2 separate regions of the Sus scrofa genome follow, and region 2 is linked to region 1. A link is a contact called in public Hi-C data. All regions are on one chromosome and are shown on one strand. Each heading gives the region's core, a stretch centred on a gene start, on an enhancer-like site or on the middle of the called end of the contact. The rest is flanking DNA. Distances are from core to core; before and after follow the strand shown. Region 1 holds the start of FASTKD5 (FAST kinase domain-containing protein 5, mitochondrial). Region 2 holds the start of VPS16 (vacuolar protein sorting-associated protein 16 homolog).

Evidence for each region. Hi-C and Micro-C count contacts between places; a contact is called where the count stands out from the background.
Region 2: a Hi-C map of fetal skeletal muscle shows a contact between it and region 1, with 2.6 times the contacts expected there. The contact joins the promoter of VPS16 here to the promoter of FASTKD5 in region 1. A contact is called at or near these places in 1 of 5 promoter capture datasets (liver) and 1 of 47 Hi-C or Micro-C datasets (fetal skeletal muscle).

Annotation. Positions count from the first base shown.
Region 1 is chr17:32,518,943-32,522,467 of Sscrofa11.1, forward strand. FASTKD5 (FAST kinase domain-containing protein 5, mitochondrial) reads left to right here and starts at 1,683. Exons shown (of 2, transcript XM_021078352.1): 1 at 1,683-1,804. It overlaps UBOX5 (RING finger protein 37), which reads left to right and starts at 1,670. Exons shown (of 6, transcript XM_001925847.5): 1 at 1,670-1,804.
Region 2 is chr17:32,824,432-32,827,956 of Sscrofa11.1, forward strand. It overlaps VPS16 (vacuolar protein sorting-associated protein 16 homolog), which reads right to left and starts at 1,543. Exons shown (of 24, transcript XM_003134328.4): 1 at 1,389-1,543. The coding sequence starts at 1,441. It overlaps PCED1A (PC-esterase domain containing 1A), which reads left to right and starts at 1,750. Exons shown (of 8, transcript NM_001243864.1): 1 at 1,750-2,006; 2 at 2,295-2,454; 3 at 2,981-3,060; 4 at 3,172-3,410; 5 at 3,518-3,525. The coding sequence starts at 2,331.

The DNA of each region.
Region 1 (3,525 bases), core at 433-2,932:
GCTCAGATCTTGTGTTGCTGTGGCTGTGGTGTAGGCCAGCAGCTGCAGCTCCCCTTAGGCCCCTAGCCTGGGAATCTCCATATGCTGCAAGTATGGCCTAAAAAGGCCAAAAAAAAAAAAATACATATATATATATAAAACTGGATACCAGGCTGTTGGCCAGAAGGCAGGGGAGGCTACAGAACCAGATGCAGCCTGCAGCATCCTGAGCCACCCTACAGTGATGAGCTGAAGTCTGAGGGCAGAACACAGACGTGAAATGTTTGTAATTAGCAGTAAGAACCAATTTGTAATTAGTGGTGAGGCCCCAAAGGCAGAAGGGACCCAAGTGTGCTTCAAGGAGGGAGCAGATTTTTATGATCATTCCTTTGCTCATCCTCATGAAGCTCCCCAAGCAAGAATGTACTCTGCTACAAGTAATGCAGCCTGAGTTACAGGACCTCAAAGAGTGGTTTATTCATCCTCACCTGATAAAAAGTCTGAACATAGGCATCAATAGTGTCACAGGGCTTGGTTCATTAAGGACCTAGACTTCTTGCCTTCCTACACTATCTGTGGCACATTGTTCCCTCTTTACCACAAGGCGGCAGCCACAGCTCTGTGAAGTGAATGAGGCAGCAGCACTGTATCATGAAAGTAAAACCTTTCCCAGAAGTTCCACAGCACCGTTCCCTTTAAATTTTGTGGGCTAGAGCTGAGTCATAGGCTCTTCCCACTTCAAGGGAGGCTGGGAAATTGAGTATTTGGCAAAGACGATCAGGATTGTTATGGCTGCCTAGGAGCAATTACGGTTCATCTCATCTCCTGGGCGCTCTGGGTTCTGACGGCAAGGACAGAGTCATAAATCGGCAACTCCCAGTGTTTGCCCTGGTCTGGCCCAAGTGAGAGAACCCTCTCCAAGCAGCGGTGTCCCAAACAGTGTCCTCCACAGAGCTTAGGTATTGAGATGCCAAGCTTGCCCCTCCTTGCAAGGAAGTGTCCTTCCTACAATTGATTTTGTCTCCCCATCAAGATGGTTCCCTGGAGGAAGCACCATTTCTCAGGTTCCCTCAGGATGGGCGGACCAGCAGCCAAGGCACAGACAAGGTGTGACCACCCTGATCAGCAGTCTCCAGTGCGCCTAGGAACGGCTGTCTGGGGTCAAGTCCTCCTGGAAAGTCTCGAGTGTCTCTTCCTTGCCTAGCTGTCCATACCCACTCAGGAGGAAAGAAGGCCCCCGCCCCCGCCCCCGCCTTCTTGGGGAGGTGGAAGATCACCTGGGTTCATCTGTCAAAGCTCTGGCCTCCTTATTCAGCTCCTCACATCCATTTCCCCTAACAGGGTAATCTTCTATCCATCACTAACTCTCCTCCTGAGAGCACTTTGTAGATACATCTCTATTATAAATGCATGATTACCTCATTATACAGATGAGAAACTTGGCTTAGAGGATTTACGTGACTTCCCCAAAGCCATAAAACTCTCAGTAGCGATCTGAGATTCGAACCTGTGTTTAGGCTATTCGGTAACTTCCAGAGCGGTCCATCCACGGTGGTGTTTCCTCTCCTCAGGTCTTGGATTCCCCTTGTCTCTTCAGCAACGTCCTTCCGCAGAATCTCTGGGAGACGCTAGGGAACGTCCCTGGGAAACGCTGAAAGAGTTTTGAGCCTTGGCCGCACCCGTCGCTCACGTAGCGGCCGGAAGTAGCGGGCATTTGGCCGGAAGTGGAGCTGTGAGGCCCAGGTGTAGCCGAAGAAGTGGCCGCGGAGCCGCCGTCTGCGGGAGTGGGGTCTGGTGTTGCAGCGCCGGCGCTTGCCAGGCTCAGGTGAGTGGCGGCGGCCGGGGAGGAGGTCGTAGCGGCGCTCTCTGCCGACGTGGGCCTTGGCCAGCGCCTCTCGGCACCGGGCGTGCGCGGAGGCCGGGCGCGGTGCTTCCCGGCCCAGGCTGTCGCAGGCCCGGCTTTAGGGAGAACATCGGCGACCCGGAGTCCTGTGACCTTGCCCAAACGTCTTACCAGAACCTCGATTTTTTTTCCCGCTATGAGACGGAGGTAATGGCAGTACTCGCCCCCCTGGTCTGTTGTGAGAATGTAGTGAGATGCTCAGCGGCTCCTCTTACTATACTTCATATGCATGCGCATCACCTGGGGATCTGAAGATTTTGATTTTGTATGTAAATCTGAGATGAGGCCTGCGATTCTGCGTTTCTCACCAGCTTCCAGGTGAGGCTGAGGCCACTGCTCCGCAGCCCGCGCTTTGAGCAGCAAAGGCCCCGCGATATTCGCTTAGTACCTGCGACAGGTTGAGTCTTAAATAAATATCAATACAGTGTATGCACTTAAACCCATTTTTTAACAGTTTCTGATTGCACAAGCCTAAGGGTGGTATTTTTAGCCCTCTTCCTTTTTTTCTTTCTAGGGATAAGAAAAACAACTGTCTTTTCTCCTTCCATACAAATCATGACACAGCTCTTCTGTCCTGACTCATGGAGCTTGGGGCCCTCTTCATACCAGTTATGTTCATGGGCTTCCTCAGGTGATGCTTCACTGCCCACTCACTTGGACTGTGGAGCTGGAGCCCAGCGCTTTAGCACCAGCATGGCTAATGTTTTGTGTTTTAGTAATTTGCTGCTGGAATCTGAACTCATGTTTTCTGCACTTTGCTCACACTTTGTGAATGATAAGAACAGTCACTTTTCCAGAACGAGGTTCTGTGACTCCCTAATGTGAATGGCCTTGGGCAAGCCTGAGATGAAGCTGCTGCCTGGGAGACCAAAATGAAAATCAGAGACTCTGTGCTGCATAATATATCTGAGGCCTTTGGCAGTTATGCAGATTTAATTTATTTGTCAGTGTGGCTTTCTGCCCCATTCATTGGTTTATTTTTTCTGGTCCCCAACAAGGCTCTGCCATTCATCATGCATATAAGTCAGCTTTGATACCAAGGAATTCTGAATACTATGTGGCCTTGCAAATCTAGGAAAGCAGATACAACCAAATGTTTGGTTATGCTAACAGTGATAGATATTTGGACTGTTAATTTGGAATTTTTTTCACATGATTCTGGGTGCAGATACTTTACCTGTCTGGATTTTGTCAGTCTTCTCATAGTCCCATTTAGATGGGCTGAGAGGACATGAGTGTCTGCTCTCTACCGTTGTACCCAGAAATTTCTAAAAGTAGCGTTTTTTGTTTTATGGCTTCACCTGAAGCATATGGAAGTTCCCAGTCCAGGGACTGAATCCGACCTATGCCACAGCTGGGGCAATGAACCCACTGTGCCAGGCCAGGGATCAAACCCATACTCAGCAGCAGCCCAGGCAGCCGAAGTCAGATTCTTAACCTACTGTGCCACAGCGGAACTCCTACAGATAAGAGTTTTATGAAACCTTTTACGAGCAGTGGCTCTGGAGTTCCCTCTCTGGCGCACTGGGACACAGGTTCCATCCCAGGCCCAGCATAGTGGGTTAAAGTATCTGGTGTTACTGCAGCTATGGCGGAGGTTGCAGCCGTGGCTCAGATCTGATCCCTGGCCTGGGAATTCCATA
Region 2 (3,525 bases), core at 293-2,792, 310 kb after region 1:
ACCTTGCTCAGTGGGTTAACCATCTGGCCTTGCCACTAGCTAGAGTGAAGGTGGCAGACACGGCTTGGATCTGACATTGCTGTGGTTGTGATGCAGGCTGGCAGCTGCAGCTCCGATTGAACCCCTAGCCTGGGAACTTCCATATGCTGCAAAATGTGACCCTAAAAAGCAAAACAAACAAACATACAAAAACGACGTTGAAAAGTTTTAATATGTGAACAACAATGGTAGTTTCACTAGCACAAACAGTTGTCTTCTACTGAAATAAGACCCCAGTGCAATGTCTTGGTGATCTTTAGTCACAATCAACAGTCTTAAAAAAAAAACTTTATTAGGCAACTACTACATAGGAGACACCGTTCTAAATATGCATTGAAGATAAAGAGATACAAGAAATATGCTCTCAGCCCTCAAGGAATTTGGTTTAGCAGAAGAAACCTATACAAATATTTCCCTACTGTGTCATTCATAACAGACCCTAGCACTGGGTCCTGTGAGGCCCAAAGAGAAGGTCAGGTGAAAGTCAACTCTTTTGAGATTAGATCAGGGAAAGTTTCAGAAAGAACCCTTTAACTAAGTTCTGAAGGATGAGCAAAAATTCTCCAGTGAGGTAAAGAGGGAAAAGGCAGGTCCTGCATTAGGAACCACAGGCTAGAGCAAACACAGGGAGCCTTTTAACATTGTGCTGTGTGGGAGCCCTGTTCTTTGCAACTGGAACACAGACTCGGTAGGAAAAAGGCAAATGAGATTGAAGTTATACAGCTATAACACAAAAGAAATTTGTACGTTATCTTACTTCAAAGAGAAGTCACTGAAAAAAATCCTAACCAGGGTAATGACGTTATTGGTGTACACTTTAGAAAGATTAGTGGTTTAGGGCTCTACGACTCCCATGAAAGGGTTGCTCCAACATGGGGTCCTCATTCGCCCTGTCCCTGGATTCCCTGACGACTCGCTTCCTTCTCCCAGTCTTGGTTAGCACTGTTACCCTTCCCGCCGTGAGGTCTACTCCCCCCTAGGAGCGCCCCTGTGGTCTGATTTCCGCAGAACCTCCTGGCAGGAGACTCGGCGCTCACTGTCACCTGTGGGCGGCCACCCTCAACGTGATCCAAGCATCCTTATGGAGGCTGACAGTCCTGGACTTCACCGCTGGGCTGTACCCCTCCTTGTGTGACCACCGGGTGTGCCTTAGTTTCTTTCTCGGGAACAGGGGAAGGCCGGGCCCTAGGCTGCTGTGCGTTAAGTGGTAGACGCCGGGATAGAACCGGCGAGGGGCGGACCCCAGCGCCCGTAGAGACGGGGACTTACGCTGCCGGCTCCGCCCGGAGACTAAGCCAGCTAGCGAGCAAGGTAAGGTGGGCCGTGGGAGGCAGGGCGGGGCGGCTCACCGGTAAAAGGCAGAGTCCCCGAGCGGGTTCCAGTTCGCGGTGTAGCAGTCCATGGCCAGTGCAGGAGGTGGCTGGCCAGCGCGGAGCGGACACCCGCCTAGTGCGGGCTCCAGAAGGGCACTTCCACTTCCGCTTCCGCCCGTCTGGGTCACGTGTCTAGGCTGCCGCCACAACCATCCCCACTGTGGGCGGCTGCACTTGGCTGCGGCCGCGTCCCCGCCCACGCCCGGGCCTGGCGGCCGCCCGGGCGGGCCCGGCCCTGGCTCCTGCTCCCTGCGGCGGCTCGCCCCGCCGCACTATCGTCCCCTCGGGTGTTGCGGGGTCGGGCAGGGCGGGACATGGGTGACCGGAAGTGGGAGTTGTGAACGTCGCCGCCTGGGGTCCGGAGGCCCGAGGCGCCGTCGGGCCTCCGCGACTCCTGCATGGAGAGCGCTGGGCGTCGGGCCTCGCACCGACCGCTAACCGGGGCGCACAGCCCCTGCGGGGCAGAGGCAGTGCTGAACCGATCGGCCTCCTCGGGCGCGGGAACATGAAATCCAGCCCTGAGCCCGCCGCGGGCAAGGCGCGCTGGCGGGCCTGCCCGGGTAGCTGGTGAACGGCGCGGAGCCCCGGGACTCGGTAATCGGCGCGAGAGAGCGCACGCGCATGCGCGGGGAGGCGGCGGGCACAAGGCAGTGCGCAGGGTGGCGCGGCTCTGGAAGCGCTTCGGTGTACGCGAGGCCCAAGGGCCTGGCGACCTCCTGTGCCAAGTGTATGGAGGTCGGTGCCACCATGGACCCCACTCTGCTGCCTCCACCTGGACCCTGTAGCCCTGAGCACCCCGAGAAGGGCCAGAGCAGGTCTCATTTACCTCGGGGTGGGCTGTGAGGCCAACCTGCCCTGAGTGCTGGCCCTCTCGTGGCTTAGTGGCCACTCCCTGCAGCCCGTCGTTCTTGCGGCGGCATGGTCTTCTGCCTGGAGAACAACGAGCCGCGCCGCCGGCTGCGAAGCACCATGGTCCATTTCCAGGCCTCGGAAGTTCAGCAGCTACTACACAACAAGTTCGTGGTCATCTTGGGGGACTCAAGTGAGTGCCCTTCTAGAATCACACTTCCCAGTCCCGCACCTGCAGCCTGTTTTCTGCATCTGGCCCCTTTGTCACCATCTCAAACTTCCTTCCTGATCCTTAGTCTGTTCCAGTCCACTAGGTTTTCTCTTTTCATTTTCCCAACGACTTCTGTAGATGTCCTGACAGATGTAGCTTGTCAAGCTTTTCACCCCTTCCTTGCTCAGCATTTTTCTTCCTGACAGTCCTCCACAAATTCCCCTCATGGAAGCGGTGGGTTGTATTTGTCTCTTGGGTGACTTGACAGACTTACTTCTACCAGGTGATCTTGGGTCACTGCATATTAAGTTGAGGAGTGGTGTACAGCTAGAGGTAACTGGGCAATGCCAGGACTTTGTAACCTCACCTTTTCTCCTGCCTCTAAGTTAACCCTCCACAAAGGTGGTCTTGGGCAGTCCCAGCCCTGGGATGATGGGAGGCCTGGATTTGGAAGGAGCTGGGATGGAGTGAGGCCTTTCTCAGCCTCAGGATCTCGGTCTCCCTGCAGTCCAGCGGGCTGTGTATAAGGACCTAGTGCTCCTGCTCCAGAAAGACTCACTGCTCACAGCTGCCCAGCTGAAAGCCAAGGTGAGGGACGTTTGGTGGCCATGCCAGTGATGGGCAGGCCCAGATCCTGGCCTGGTAGGGTCCTCCTCCTTCTGGCCTGGGTCTGACCAGCTTGTGCGGGGGGGTGGGCAGGGGGAGCTGAGCTTTGAACAGGACCAGCTGGTGGCTGGAGGTCAGCTGGGCGAACTGCACAATGGGACACAGTACCGGGAGGTCCGCCAGTTCTGCTCGGGTTCTGGTCACCACCTTGTGCGCTTCTACTTCCTCACCCGTGTTTACTCCGAGTACCTCGAGGGAGTCCTGGAGGAGCTGACCTGTGGGCCTGCCCCAGACCTAGTGATCATCAATTCCTGCCTCTGGGATCTCTCCAGGTTTGGGGGAGGGGGAGAGGCAAATCCTGATGGCAGGGAGGGAGGGAGACGTGGCTCAGAGGCCATCCACTCCTTTGCTCTTGCCCACCCTTTGTGCTATTCGACAGGTACGGCC